Regions from separate parts of the Zea mays genome. Here region 2 is linked to region 1. A link is a contact called in public Hi-C data. All regions are on one chromosome and are shown on one strand. The core of a region is the stretch at or near the end of the contact, and the rest is flanking DNA. Distances in the headings are between cores, read along the strand shown. Region 1 holds the start of LOC103638522 (DEAD-box ATP-dependent RNA helicase 31). Region 2 holds the start of LOC732743 (spermine synthase1).

Region 1 (6,851 bases), core at 4,158-6,657:
CAACAACACCAGTTGTTCGTCAAGCGCTCCAAGTGTGCGTTTGGGGTGTCGTCCATCGCCTACCTCAGCCACGTCATCTCCGATACCGGCGTCGCCATGGATCCCGCCAAGGTGCAGGCGGTGGCCGACTGGCCCCAACCACGTTCCGCCCGCGCGGTCCGCGGGTCCTTGGGCCTTGCGGGCTATTACCGCAAGTTCGTCCACGACTACGGCGCCATCGCAGCACCCCTAACGGCGCTCCTGAAAAAGGAGGGGTTTCTCCTGGACTGAGGACGCGGCGGCGGCATTCACAGCCCTCAAGACCGCAGTCACCTCGGCCCCGGTCTTGGCGCTTCCGGATTTCACACGGCCTTTTGTTGTCGAGTGTGACGCCTCTACGCATGGATTCGGGGCGGTGCTGCTCCAAGACAAGCACCCCATAGCTTTCTTCAACCGCCCCGTCGCGCCACGCCATCGCTCCCTCGCTGCATATGAGCGAGAACTCATCGGGCTCGTGCACGCCATACGCCACTGGCGCCCATACCTGTGGGGACGGCGCTTCACGGTCCGGACAGACCACTACAGCTTGAAGTTCCTCCTCGACCAACGCCTCGCGACAATTCCGCAACATCATTGGGTCGGGAAACTTCTCGGTTTCGACTTCGAGGTGGAATACAAGCCGGGCGCCCAGAACACCGTCGCGGACGCGTTGTCCCGCCGGGACACACCTGACGGCGTAGTGCTCACCATCTCGGCCCCGCGTTTCGACTACATCGAACGGCTACGCCAGGCACACGCTCTCGACCCTGCCCTCGTCGCCATCCGGGATGAGCTGGCCGCGGGTACCCGTACAGCCCCATGGGGCCTCGTCGACGGGCTGGTCACCTATGATGGCCAGCTGTACATCCCTCCCACCTCGCCACTCCTCCTGGAGATCGTGGCCGCGGTGCACGGGGATGGACATGAGGGCATGCAGCGCACTCTCCACCGACTCCGACGCGACTTCCACTTCCCCGACATGCGTCGCGTCGTCCAGGACTTCGTCCGCGCCTGCCCTACGTGCCAACGCTTCAAGACGGAGCATCTGCAACCGGCTGGTCTTCTTCTTCCACTACCCGTGCCGACTGGAGTGTGGACTGACATCGGGCTGGACTTCATCGAGGCTCTGCCCCGGGTCAAAGGAAAATCCGTCATCCTAACGGTGGTGGATCGCTTCAGCAAGTACTGCCATTTCATCCCTTTAGCTCACTCGTACTCTTCTGAGTCTGTGGCACAGGCGTTCTTCACCGACATTGTACGCCTCCACGGGATGCCGCAATCCATGGTTTCCGATCGCGATCCGGTGTTCACCTCCACGTTCTGGAGGGAGCTGATGCGGCTCATGGGCGCCAAGCTACATATGACCACGGCATTCCATCCGCAGTCCGATGGACAGTCAGAGGCTGCCAACCGCGTCATCGCCATGTACCTACGTTGTTTCTCCGGCGACCAGCCGCGGGACTAGTTGCGGTGGCTGCCTTGGGCAGAATATACATACAACACCGCGTACCAGTCTTCTCTACAGGAGACACCATTTCGGGTGGTATACGGCCGCGACCCGCCCACCATCAGATCATATGAAGCAGGGGACACGCGCGTGGCTGCTGTGGCCCAAACAATGGCCGAACGTGAAGAATTCTTGGCCGACGTCCGTCACCGCCTAGAGCAGGCCCAGGCGATCCAGAAGCGCTACTACGACAAAGCTCACCGCCACGTCTCCTATGCCGTTGGGGACTGGGTGCTCCTCCGACTCCGTCAGCGGCCGGTGGCTTCCATTTCTCAGGCGCCGAAGAGCAAGCTTCAGCCCCGCTTCTTTGGGCCGTACCGCGTCACCGAGCTCATCAATGAGGTGGCAGTACGTCTCGAGTTGCCTCCACGCGCCAAGCTTCATGATGTGTTCCATGTCGGTCTCCTCAAGAAATGGGTGGGCAAGCCTCCCGCGACACCACCAACGTTACTCGTTGTTCATCATGGAGCCATCAACCCTGAGCCGGAACGTGCTGTGCGCACTCGCGTCGCTCGCGGGGTTCGACAGGTGCTCATCCGCTGGAAGGGAGAACCCGCAGCATCCTCCACATGGGAAGACCTCGACGCCTTCTCCGCCAAGTACCCAGCGTTCCAGCTCGAGGACGAGCTGGTGGTCGAGGGGGGGAGAGATGTCATGTACGGCATCCCCTACTCCAGGTGACGTCGCGCCCGCGACATACGCAGGGCAGCCGAGCATGCAGCACAGGAGGCGGCTGCCCAAACCAATTAGCCGCTAGGATTAAGGCAATAAAAGATATCTAGCCTATTATTTAGGAAGGGATTACTCCTTTCTGTTAGAAGTTATCTAGCCTATTATTTAGGAGGGGATTACCCTTTTCTGTTTCAGCCGTGGGCTATATATAGATGTAATCAGCACTTGAGAAAGGAAGAAAACAATTATCCATCTCTCTCTCTATCTCCTCTCAAGCCCAGCCGTCGTAAGGGGCATAACCTTCGGTCCTGGAAGACACGGCAGGAGACTACGAACTCCGTAGTCGAGGGCCGCCTAACCTTGATCACTACGCCCTTGACACCATCACTGCCAACGCCTCTTCTACCTTGAGGTGACCGCCGACGACAACAGGGTGGCTGAGGCGGAAGATCCCCCACCCCCGTAATCCTGCCTTCCAGCTCGAGGACGAGCTGTTTTTGGAGGCCGGGAGAGATGTTATGACCGACAGCCTAGCAGCTCTAATAAAATCAGTTAGTTTGTTTAGATGGATAAGTATCAGTTAGTTTGTTTAGATGGATATGGATAAGGAGTTTGTTTAGATAGATAAGGATTTGGTTTGTTAAGATATTAGATAAGGAAGGCTGCTATCTCAGCCCTATAAATGTACCCCTTCAATCAATGAAACATTAAGCAAGCAAATCATCTTGCTCGGCTTCCCCCTTTTCCTGTGTCTACTGTTCACCGTGGATATTGTTCATCCCGTGACCAGTACCACGCCCCTTCCAGCCAGCAGCCCTAACCCTAGGACAACGACGCCCAAACGTCGTGGTCCAGAGCCTCGCCCTTCTCACCACTCATACCTTCTTAGAAACCGCAGCTCCAACATTGATCAATCAGGAAAATTTTAGCAACAGTTTGCCAAGTCCTCCAAATTATGTTACAAAGACCAATTATCACAAAACTGTGCTAAGAAGTTCAAAGAAACCAAGGGTGTGTTCACAATAATAGCCTAAATGCCAAAATCATTAAACAATTTAACCTACAGTCTCGGTGAGGAATATAAACAAAGCAATATATCTCTGTATCTTTCCTCCACTGCTCTATCTTTAACAGGTTCGATCCCTTACCTATGGGAGTTACTATGAATTCAAAATATGCATTGTTTGTGAATTTCAAATAGCAGCTCCAGTGCCGCTAGATGCAAACCATAACTGAGATGACAGTTAAACTAAGTCATAGGACTCCTGAATAATCCTCAAAACTCTCACAGATTCTCCACAGCCTTAATGTCTTCAGATTCACTGGCTTTGGCTGACTGGAAATACATAGGTTTCTCATAACACTTCCACATCAGGTGAACCAGAATCTGTTACACTAATCAGAAACCCACCAAACAACACAAAAGGATAGGAGATGTTGCAGCCAAGTTGGAAGCAGAAGTAGAAGGTTCGAACAATAAAGTACTAGTGATAGCTGCCATGTTATTAATGCAGACAATGAGTCAAACATCATACAAGTTCACAAATCACAAGTAGATTACAGATAATTGGAAGTAATCATGAAGTACACTTGGCAATTAAGAAAAGATGATTATATGAACCACCATTTTTTCTCCTGTTTTCAATTGATGCATATCAATAATTGCCATCAAGAAAAGAACAAGTTATCTATCTACCTAAGAGAACCATAAATACTCTTCGCATCACTAAGAGTTAAGAGCTACCTCTTCTGGCTCAGATAAGAATCACCACCCCCAGCACTTCTGCCCTGTACACTTTCATTTTTAGCTGGCTCATCTTCGGGTAACATAGATGAGCCAGACTTATTACCTATTATATGTCCCACATCCTCCTTATCACCCTCGTCTTCAAAAAGATCATCTTCGAACCCCGATGGCTCATCTTCCTCATCAACTTCCCCCGCCTCATCATCATCCTCTGACAAGCCAAAGTCAATTTTTTTCAGACCCCTTGGCTGTCGGTGACCAAAGTCCGTATCGCTGCCCCTCCCACCCCGATGTGGTCCAACACTCTTCGCCATTTTGCCTCTCCTGCCACCTTGCTGCCTTACACTGTAACCATCAAACCCAACTGGACCAGCATCATCATCTTCATCGTCATCTAAATCGCTTCCTCTCCCTGTTCTCTGCAAAAGATCGGACGTCCTTCTCCTTCCGTCATCATAATCACCAAAATCATTGTAACTCCCTCCCTTTCGTGACAGACCCAAATCCCTCCTGCCCCGACCTCGGCCCAGCCCAACTGTGTTTTCCCTTCCCCCTTTCCTGCGACCATGATGCTGCTTTCCATCAAGATCCCCAAACCCAACCAAATCATCATCACTATCCTCATCGTCATCTAAATCACTCACCCTTCCTCTTCTGTGTGAGGATACAGACAGTTGACCACTGGCACCGTGTCTTCCCCTTGAAGACCCAAATCCAGTGTCACCATCATCTTGGTCAAAGTCACTGTACCTCCCTCCCCTTCTCGCCACACCTGAAGCCCTCCCTCGCTGGCTTCGCTGCTCCCTAGGAGACCTAAATGTGGCCTCCTCATCAAATCCATTCCCCCTCCCTCCTCTTCTCACGAACCCCGACGTCCTCTCACCCCGTCCCCGCCTTCCCCTGGAGGAACCAAAGCCGGAATCAGCATCATCCAGTCCACTACTAATCATCCTCCCCCTCTGCTCGAAGCCGCCGCGTCTGTCTCCACTGAACTCACCGCCGGCCGTACTTGACCTCGGGAACGAACCCCTGGAGTCCGACCCACCTCGGCCGCCCCTGGATGAGCCGACCGAGGACCTGCGGGTGGACGGCGCATCGCCTTCGTCTCCGCTGCTGAGACCGAGGTGGAACGAGTCAGTTTTGAGGTCGCTAATCCAGTCGCTGAGCTCCGCCTCGTCTTCCACAAGGCTCTTCGCGGCGCCGACCGAGGAACGGGCGCGGGAGGAGAAGAAGCACGGGGAGAAGGAACCAGCTGCGCCATTTCGGAGCGCAACGGAGTGGAGCAAGGGAAGGGGCTGCGCGCGCTGGGAGGCAGAGGAGGCGACCGCGCGGCGGAGGATAACGAAGAGGTGGTGGTGGCGCCGCATGGCGGCCGGCAGACGGTTTAGGGTTTAAGGATGAGAAAGTGGAATCGGGAAAAACAAATGTATGCAGCCATATACCCAAGAATTGGGATCCCGCCATCCCGGCCGGGGGTTTAGGCGGCGTCCTGTGAAACGTTCTGTACTCATGTAGAGTTTGCACTGGTATTCTACGCATCCAGCAATACACTCTAAACGATACTTTAAAATTTAGAGGACGCCGCACGCACTCTAGATGTAGAGACTTCCGAGCGTCCGGTATCCGGGCGAGGATTCGGGCTCCCGCGGTGGTGAAAAATCTGGACGCTCTGTTCTCCCGTCGCTGGCGACTTCGATCCCACTCAACGAGGGGGCTTGCGGCGCGGGTCATCGGAGGAGGCGGCCAAGCTGGGCTCGAAGAGGCCGTGCGCGGGCGGGTCCGGCGGCGGATCGCTCTCGGTGGCTAGAAGCAAGGAGGTGGCCGGCGAGGAGAGAAAGATCCAAGATTTGGGTGCAAGCGTCGGTGTTGGTCGACGTCGAACTGCCATCGCGAAGAGGCTGAGAAGGTTGACGGCGACGAAGAAGGTTGGTGCGGAGAAACGCAAGCGCAGCTCCTCGCCGCTATCGTCATCGTCTTCCATTCGCTCGGCTGCTCCAGATCCGAAGAGAACAAGGTACAAAGCTTGGCTTCTGATTGCAGATCCATTTTGGTTTTAGGGTTCTCGTACTTCATATGCTGCAAATCGTCCAGATCTAGGGTTTAGGGTTAAAGGGAACAATGAATCGATGGTTCTAGGATTCGTTGACCCCTTGGTTTATGTTGAGTAATGTTAATCAAAATTTCAACTGCCTATTGCGAATACTTGCTGGTTCTGAGCCTATTTACCATCATTTTACCAACTACCCGACGGTATACATGAAATTTTCAACTCAGTATTTTAACAGAACCATATCTTTTATGTAGACCATGGATTCGGAGAACGCAAAGCTCCAAAGAGCACTCGCTCATTTAATCAGAGTAGTGGAGCAGCGTTGTGCTGACATCATCGATGTCGTCCACGGTGCCTTCCAACCAGTTAGCACACCAGTCATCAATGAAATGAATTGTGCTTTAGTTCAGATCGAGGACCTCGCGAAGGACCTTGATCACCTTGTACTGAAAAAAGACTGGGAGATGGAGCACATGGACCGTTCAGAAATTGTTGAATCATCATAAATAGAGGATGAGCTTTTGATTGACTATGATTCAGAGTTGAACACTGATGATATCGTCGGCTACGACGACGGACGTGACTACTCTACCGACGACACATATCCCTACTAGATTACCATGCACCTAAATAAAGTGCTCGGTGCAACGAAATATGTTTTAGGTTTCTAGAAGTCGTAGTACTCTTTTGTATGTGAACAAAACACCTAGGTTGTGTGTCACAAGTTCCTGGTATCGTTGATGTGCTGTTGACGTTGACCTGCTATGTTAAATGTTATGAACTTTGCAATATATGTAGTATTCAACACTTGTGCCATTATTGTGGTTGTCCTATTTAATGTGTCATGGTTTCTATTT
Region 2 (7,622 bases), core at 91-2,590, 760 kb after region 1:
TCGCCATGTCTTTTTTTCTTGTGTTTTTGGGTACTGACAGATAGCAAACACTGAACTTATAGATGACTAGCTTTTGGTAGCTCTAGGACACGAGATTCTTGAACGGGTCGATAAATTTGAAGACTTTGATTTGATATTGCTTCCTAGCTTTGAACTAGAGAGGTGCTTGTGGTTGGCTAAAGAAGATAGCATCATATATCTATCTCCCTTTGAGGTTGGTGTCTGTCGATTTGTCGTGAGGAGAAACTAGGTTCTCAGATGATGAAGGTAGGTTATTCTCACACATATTGCTATTAATGCATTGTTCAATATTAATTAATATTGCTATTAATGCATTGTTCAATACTAATTATTGTGGGTTACCTGTTACTTCAAATACAATCCATCAAGTGCCTCTCGTATTACACCTTTTTTAGTGAGCTGTTACTATCAAGTTTCAAATTACATTTTTTATGACACAAGTTATAGTCAGCTGCTTCACATCCAATGCACATATAACAATTATTGTATTTAATTTAGATTGCTTCTTGCAATATTAGTGGTTTCATACAAAGGCAGGGCTAATTTTTTAGGAAAATTCACATGATATAATTTAGATTACCTCATGTGCATAAGTAGAGATTACCTCACTTATAAGAAGCTTCTCTTGATACTTATTGTTCAGGTAAGGAGAACGTATTTTGCACTAATCTTTGAGAACACAAAGCATGAACTTGGTGCAACTGCTGCAAGTCATTAGTCATGGTCCGGACACATAGATAGTTTGTCTAGAATATATCATGTATAATTGAAAACAAATAGGATAGATTCAGTGTCGGAGGTTCTCACATGAGTAAGGCCTAAAGAAGGGGACTGATTAATACTAATTACAACATTCTAATTCTACTGTTTGTATTTTTAGAAAATCTCGACATTCTAAATTAAAATTATGGCCCTTAGTCTAGAGCCAGTGGATTAGATTTTGCAGCTTGCAGCCTTGCACTGTGGGAATAACTGGATAGTAAGCATTTTGCCATGGTGATGTTTTTGTGTTTTATACTAATTTTTAACTCACGTGGCAACGCACGGGCACACACCTAGTTACATATACAGGGCATGTTCAGCTACCAGTATAAACAGTCGTTGGTGCGCTGACAACACGGTGATCTGTGACAGGTAGCCCGTAGCCACTGCAGCAGCATCTCCAACGCCACGAATGGTGGCAAAAATAATTATATATAAAATAAAAGATGATAAAATGAAGAACGGCTAGCAGGTATGGCACGGTGAAAAGATTCCTGCTGCCACCTATTTAAGGGCCTCCCCACACGCTCATCAGTCATCACCCACTACCTCCATTCCGGTGCGCCATCGCTCTCGTCCTCGCCGATCGATCCAAGGTAAGCGAGACAAGGATCTGGAAGCTCCCGAAGTCTCGGCTGCGTGGCAAAGCGACCACGCCCACGTTCTTTTGCTTGTTTCTCATCCTCGTGCCTTGGAATTGTCCGTTGTTTTGTCGCCCAACTTTTCGGGTGGGGGGACGCCGTTCTGGTTTCCGTTTTGCGTCGCTGGGTTTGCTAATCGCGGTCGCAGCTGCGGCTCGCCACTTCGCTCTCTCAAAACGCCAAAATATTATCTAAAACTGTTTGATTACCGTCGGGTGTCGGTGGAGCTGCGGCAATAAAAAAAAAGAGGACCTATTCGCGTCCTATATCTGCAAAGGAATTGCTGGAAAAGTTTCGCTGCTGCCTTCTCTTCTTTTTCTGCTGCGTACAAGAAACAGTCTTTGCTCGCGTCGTGGGTTCTTCCCCTGTTCGATTCACCGCGAGGTCTGCGACGGAGGTTTGCGTGCCTCCGATTGCTGCATCCGTTGCTGATCGAGGGTACTTGTTGTTGTTGTAGCCCTGCCTTTCTTATCTGATTCTTGTTGGGTGCTTTCCAAATTCCGACGTATAGTTGCTGATTGCACGGTTTCCTTTTCCCCTTCTTTTTTTTCTTGCAATTACTTAATTATATAAAATATTCTGTTCTCGTCCACGTGCCTTTTTTTTCAGTTTGGTGGTGCTCCTCCTACTTTATTCTATTCTATTCGTCTGGTGTAGGTGTAGCAACCTGTCACGCGTAGACATGCTGCTTTCTGTGCCTATCCAGATGGCTTTGAATCCTTCATTTCGATTCCGTGCGAAGCAGCACTGATAATGACGCTCAGTATGCATACGATTCGCTTGCTTTTGCTTCGACACGAAGCATCCCTGATAACTGACGCCCCTGCTTGTTTTCTGTGTCTGAAATTCTTCTGTTGCCTGACTTGTTGTTGAGCCAGAGACTGGGACCTTCAAAGAGCAATAGGACTCATGGAGGTTGGAGACGCAAGAAACGGTTCTGCAGCAGCGGCACTGACAAAGGGAGGTGCGGATGATGCCGCCCGCAAACCGCTCCCTCCTTGCTGCGTCAAGGCCAAGGCGCGGGTGCCTGAAACCGAGGCCAACTGCCATGATACTGTGGTTTCAGGGTGGTTCACGGAACCCAGATCGCGTTTTGGTACGTTCAGGATCCAGACTGGTAGCTAATGGGCTATGTGACCATCATTTGTTTGTGTCCGGCAACAATCAATACATACGGGAAATATATGTTCTTTCAGCAGTTCTGATATATATATATATATATAGTATCAAATTGATGTATGTGCAGGTAAAACAAGCAAAGTGCAGTACTTCAATAACCCGATGTGGCCTGGTATTTCTCTTGTTTCTGAAAAACAATAATAGAAATTTGCCATGTTTTTTTTCTTCCAACATCTTCAGGTTCACATTGTATGATGATATAAAACTTGGTCACACTTACCTAGCTAATTTTGTCAATTTGATAACTTCAAAAGATTTGATATGCAAAACTGACTAGTGAAGACTTTCAATATTGGTGTACTTGTGTATGTCAAAACTATTTTCCCCCTAAAAGGCTTTAATGGTCCTACATATTCAGGAATCAGGAGTTTGATCAACATCTTTTATTATTTACAGGAGAGGCCCATTCATTGAAAGTGGAGAAGATCTTGTTTCAAGGGAAATCGCCTTACCAAGAAATTTTAGTTTTTGAGGTTATTTTTTTATCTGCGAAATCTGCACGTGAAAACCCGAACTCGTCAATCATTGTACTAAGTAGCACTTTCATTTCTGTTCGCAGTCTTCAACCTATGGAAATGTTCTTGTGCTTGATGGTATAGTTCAGTTGACTGACAAGGATGAATGCGCATACCAGGAAATGGTTACTCACCTTCCACTGTGCTCAATTCCTGCACCGAAGAATGTATGTTTCTTGACCTTTTCTTTTCTGATAACAGTGAAATGGCTGCTACTTTGCTACCGAACAAATTGAATTGAAGGATGTTCTCCCCACCTTACGTCTTCTAATGAGTAGTAACTTTATGGGCAGTTAGCCTTATGATATAAGCCTACTGACTGATGCAGGTTTTGGTTGTTGGAGGTGGTGATGGTGGTGTACTGCGCGAAATAGCCAGACATGATTCAGTGGAAACTATTGATATATGTGAGATTGATCAACTAGTTATTGATGTAAGAATGATCACTCTACCTATGCTCAAAATTCAATGTATAATAGTGTGAATATATTTTTTATGACTTTTCTCTCCAAACTATGCAGGTTTCCAAAGAATTCTTTCCAAACTTATCCATTGGATTCAAAGATCCTCGTGTCCGACTTCATGTTGGTGATGGTATGTTCAAAAGCTGGTACCTGGTGGTACTTTATATGACTGTGACAGGCTGTAGGATATGCCACTATTGTTTATAGCCTCAGGCACTTTGTTTCTGCTGGTCTTGATCTCTTATAGTTCATAGTATACTTGCTATTTTTTGCAGCTGTTGATTTCCTGAGGAATTCTCCCGAAGGAAAATATGATGCTATTATTGTAGATTCATCAGATCCAATTGGTGGGTACTTGCTATAAGAAGTATAGAACTCTCTTGTATATTTTTTATCACTTCATTCACATGCCATTATCGATTAGGTTGCTTCTTGTTGATTTATTTTTCATCCTGTTATCTGCAATAGCTGGTTTAGTATGCATGGACACATTTGGAATGCAATGTTTCATATGAAATTGTTCATTTACATGTGAGGGAACTTATTGTGCTGGTTCCAAACATAACCTCGATATACCTAGTTGATTTACATCTGTCTGTTTTTTTTTTGGAAAATTAATGTGTTTGTATGTTTCACTTAATTGATACCTTTTATTTGCACACTGTTTTAAATTCTTTTCATACTAATTATTACAGGGCCAGCACAGGCACTCGTGGAGAAACCGTTTATTCAGACAATTGCTAGAGCTTTGAAGCCTGGTGGTGTTCTTTGTAATCTTGCTGAGAGCATGTGGCTGCACACACATCTAATCCAGGATATGCTTGCTATCTGTCGACAGACATTCAAAGGTGCTGTGCACTATGCCTGGACAAGTGTTCCAACATATCCCAGGTATTATGCACTAATATTTTTCCAATTCTCTGCATGTGCATTTTTTTCTCTTTAGTAATTTTCTGAGTTGTCCCCAGGCCGGCCCATATGGGAGCCTACACTGGGTCTGCCCTTTTTTAAAGTAGTTTTCCGAGTTATCTTCTAAAGGCAATTTTTTTGACATATTTGGTTAGAAGGCATATTGGGCTCAGAGTCAAAACATTGTATATCTCTTTATGTACCATTGGACAGTTGGATCACCAGCGAAGCACGAGATAAAATATCATTTATGTTTGGGATATGATATTATACGCTCGTAACCTTGTGAAGTTCCTAATCCTAAGTTTTGCTCGTACAGCACAGAGAGTAGGCAAAGCATCTTGTAATTTTTTGTAAGAAAAAAAGCATCCTGTGATTGAAATGACTAGAGATTGGACTCATTGGCAAGTATGTGAATGGATGAGGTGAACCTGTAATGGTCTGCTGTCCAAGTATGCTTTGAAATATTTGCTGGTCACTTTTTTACCGAACACGCGAGATTAATAAGAAGATTTGCTGGCCACATTTTGATAGAAAAAATTTCAATTATCTGTTTTTGTTCAATGTTTGGAGAGATATTTTTTGTGTCGACTTTTGCAAAATTTTCAGCTAATCAAGTAGCTATTTGGATTTCCAGTGGTGTCATTGGATTTTTGCTATGTGCAAAAGAAGGTCGTGCAGTGAACTTCTTGACTCCTGCGAATCCAATTGAGAAAATAGAAGGAGCAGCAAAAGCTGGAAGGGAACTCAGATTTTACAATTCCGAGGTTTGTTTAGTTTATTTCATTGTCCTTGCTACTTGTCTTTGTGAAAATCCTAGTCCACAATTACCTGGGAAATTGACCTACACACCACAGTAATTTATTAAAATTATACAGGCATTTCGTTCATATTTTTTGTCACAACACCCCCCAAAAATGACTACTGACTCATCATTTCTCTTGTTCAAGAAGCTCTTACCATAATGGAGTACTTGTGATCATAGTGGTCTTCTGTTGTTTTTTGGTTTGAAGATATTGTGCCTGACATCAGATTTCTATTTGAATTTTCCTTGTTTCACAGATCCATAGGGCTGCTTTTGTTCTGCCAACATTTGTAAGAAGAGAACTGGAAGCATATACCACTCCTATTAGTTCTGCTGAAAACGTGAGTTGTTTGTTAGTTACTCTATTGATGGTGTGGTTAGTCTTTATGTCCATGCATTTTGTTCTGCCAACATTTATAAGAAGAGAACTGGAAACATATACCACTCCCTTTTTTTTTGCAATTGCTACTGCAGTGCTAACCTTTGCCTCTATTTTCATATGCATCATGACAGGAGAAACCGAAAGAATCAGTGTCAGAACCGCAGAAGATAAAGATATTGTCAAACAACGCCATTCTTACAGCTTCCTAGCCCTGAGCCGTACTCAATCTTGCTCGGTATAGTTGTATTCTCACAGAATAAATCAGTCACTGGCTTTTGCTGACACCGCACGAGCAGCTTTAGTATAGAATGATGATCGATTGAATAAGAGGGTGGATATTGAACTGATGTAATGCCTCTGCCGAAACAATATGTCTCCCTATCTTGTTAGGCGTGTTGTGTGTTGTGCACGATTTCAGCTGTAGCTTGTAAATTGTACGACCCGTTGATGTAATGTATACCCTGCGTTTGTGCTGAGAAATCACTTCTTTTGCCCGTCTGCAGTAATAGGGATGAAAACGGTCGGTAATCACTAAAACCATTTTCGTTTTTATATTTTTTATCAGAAACGAAATCGAAAACGGTAACTTTAGAAATAGAAATGATATCGATATTTCGAAAATATCGGAAACGAATGTTCGGTAAAAAGTTAGTAAACATATCAATATAAAAATATCTCAAACGAAAGGGCTCCTCAAGCACTGCACCATGCTTTTCTCCGTCATCTGTTCGGAAAAGATCAATGTGCACCAAAACAACTTGCTGGGCAATGTTCAAGTATATAAGGCACATATTCATCATATGTTTGGTAGTGGTTAGAAAGGCACGTTTCAGGACAAGCACCTGGTGACCCTCGTTCAACGGTATTAGAAGGCTATTATTATTGTGATATTTTTTTAAGATTTGCAGGCTGTTATTATTGATTTTGTCGACCCATGTGAAATTCGATAGAACTTTGTATAGGAGACAATTTTTTTCCATCATTCTTTTAAGTTTGCAGATGCGACCGGGATGTGTCTGTTCTTTTGATAGCTTAACACAGCTGGGTTGGAATTGGACGCTCCAGCAAGCAGAGCGTTGCATAGCAGAAAAGTTGAACACTATTGCCTCCAGAAGAAGCCGCCCGTCTGCCATGCGGCTTCCTCCTCCCTCGAGCATCATCGCGCATCGCGGCACGCGGCCCATCCATGGAGCTCCTCCAGCCATGCCGACGAGCTACACCAACCGTTGAGCGTCACCAGCCCCGGTGGTGCGTCTCCTACAACCCGGCTTGTTGAATAATTAGACAAATTCCAGATTAAATTCCAAATATAAATCATGACCAAATCAGAAAAACTGAAGTAAAAAGTCAAATCAGATAATGCGTACTGATTAGACATACTGATATATGACGCGCGCCGGAATCAGCAGGGTCGACGGCGTCGAAGCAGCGAAATCAGCAAGGTCGACGAGGTCAGCAGATCACGAGCAGTCGCGTGAAGACGCTTCCCAAAAACCTTATTCACCCTCTCCCGGTGCAGGATCTAGAAGACGAAGAGTTCCGAAGACCTGCTCTCCTGATCGCAGTTGTACGTCTGCCGTCGGGATGAAGGGAACTGAAAGACGGCTCAGCTATGAAGAGAGGCGAAAGCGAAACTGAGATGAATTGGATGTTGGCTGCCAGGCGCCTTTTATAGGGACGAGTCCGTAACCAGATAGCTACCTTCGATCTTATCCGCACGCGAAAATCTCGCGTTCAGTTTAGATTTTATAGCGATCGGTTAGGATTATAAACTTAACAGCCAAGTAACCAAAAATTCAAACGGCAAAAGGAAGCCGCGCCCCCGCAAGGCGAGGGGCCGAATTTCGGCGGACCATTCACGCGCATGTCGTGCGCCCGCGCCCTTCGCCCCGGCCAGGCCAGGCGAGACGAGCGAGCGCGTGTGGCTCTCCACACTCTCTCCTC

What was found. Hi-C and Micro-C count contacts between places; a contact is called where the count stands out from the background.
Region 2: a Hi-C map of ear shows a contact between it and region 1, with 3 times the contacts expected there. The contact joins the promoter of LOC732743 here to the promoter of LOC103638522 in region 1. A contact is called at or near these places in 4 of 25 Hi-C or Micro-C datasets (ear, leaf and tassel).

What each region holds. Positions count from the first base shown.
Region 1 is chr9:65,342,459-65,349,309 of Zm-B73-REFERENCE-NAM-5.0, forward strand. It overlaps LOC103638522 (DEAD-box ATP-dependent RNA helicase 31), which reads right to left and starts at 5,408. Exons shown (of 11, transcript XR_558851.3): 1 at 3,942-5,408.
Region 2 is chr9:66,109,300-66,116,921 of Zm-B73-REFERENCE-NAM-5.0, forward strand. It overlaps LOC732743 (spermine synthase1), which reads left to right and starts at 1,341. Exons shown (of 12, transcript NM_001112372.2): 1 at 1,341-1,379; 2 at 2,303-2,520; 3 at 2,671-2,715; 4 at 3,000-3,076; 5 at 3,163-3,285; 6 at 3,447-3,551; 7 at 3,640-3,712; 8 at 3,858-3,929; 9 at 4,278-4,473; 10 at 5,129-5,258; 11 at 5,554-5,637; 12 at 5,810-6,158. The coding sequence starts at 2,334. The coding sequence ends at 5,887.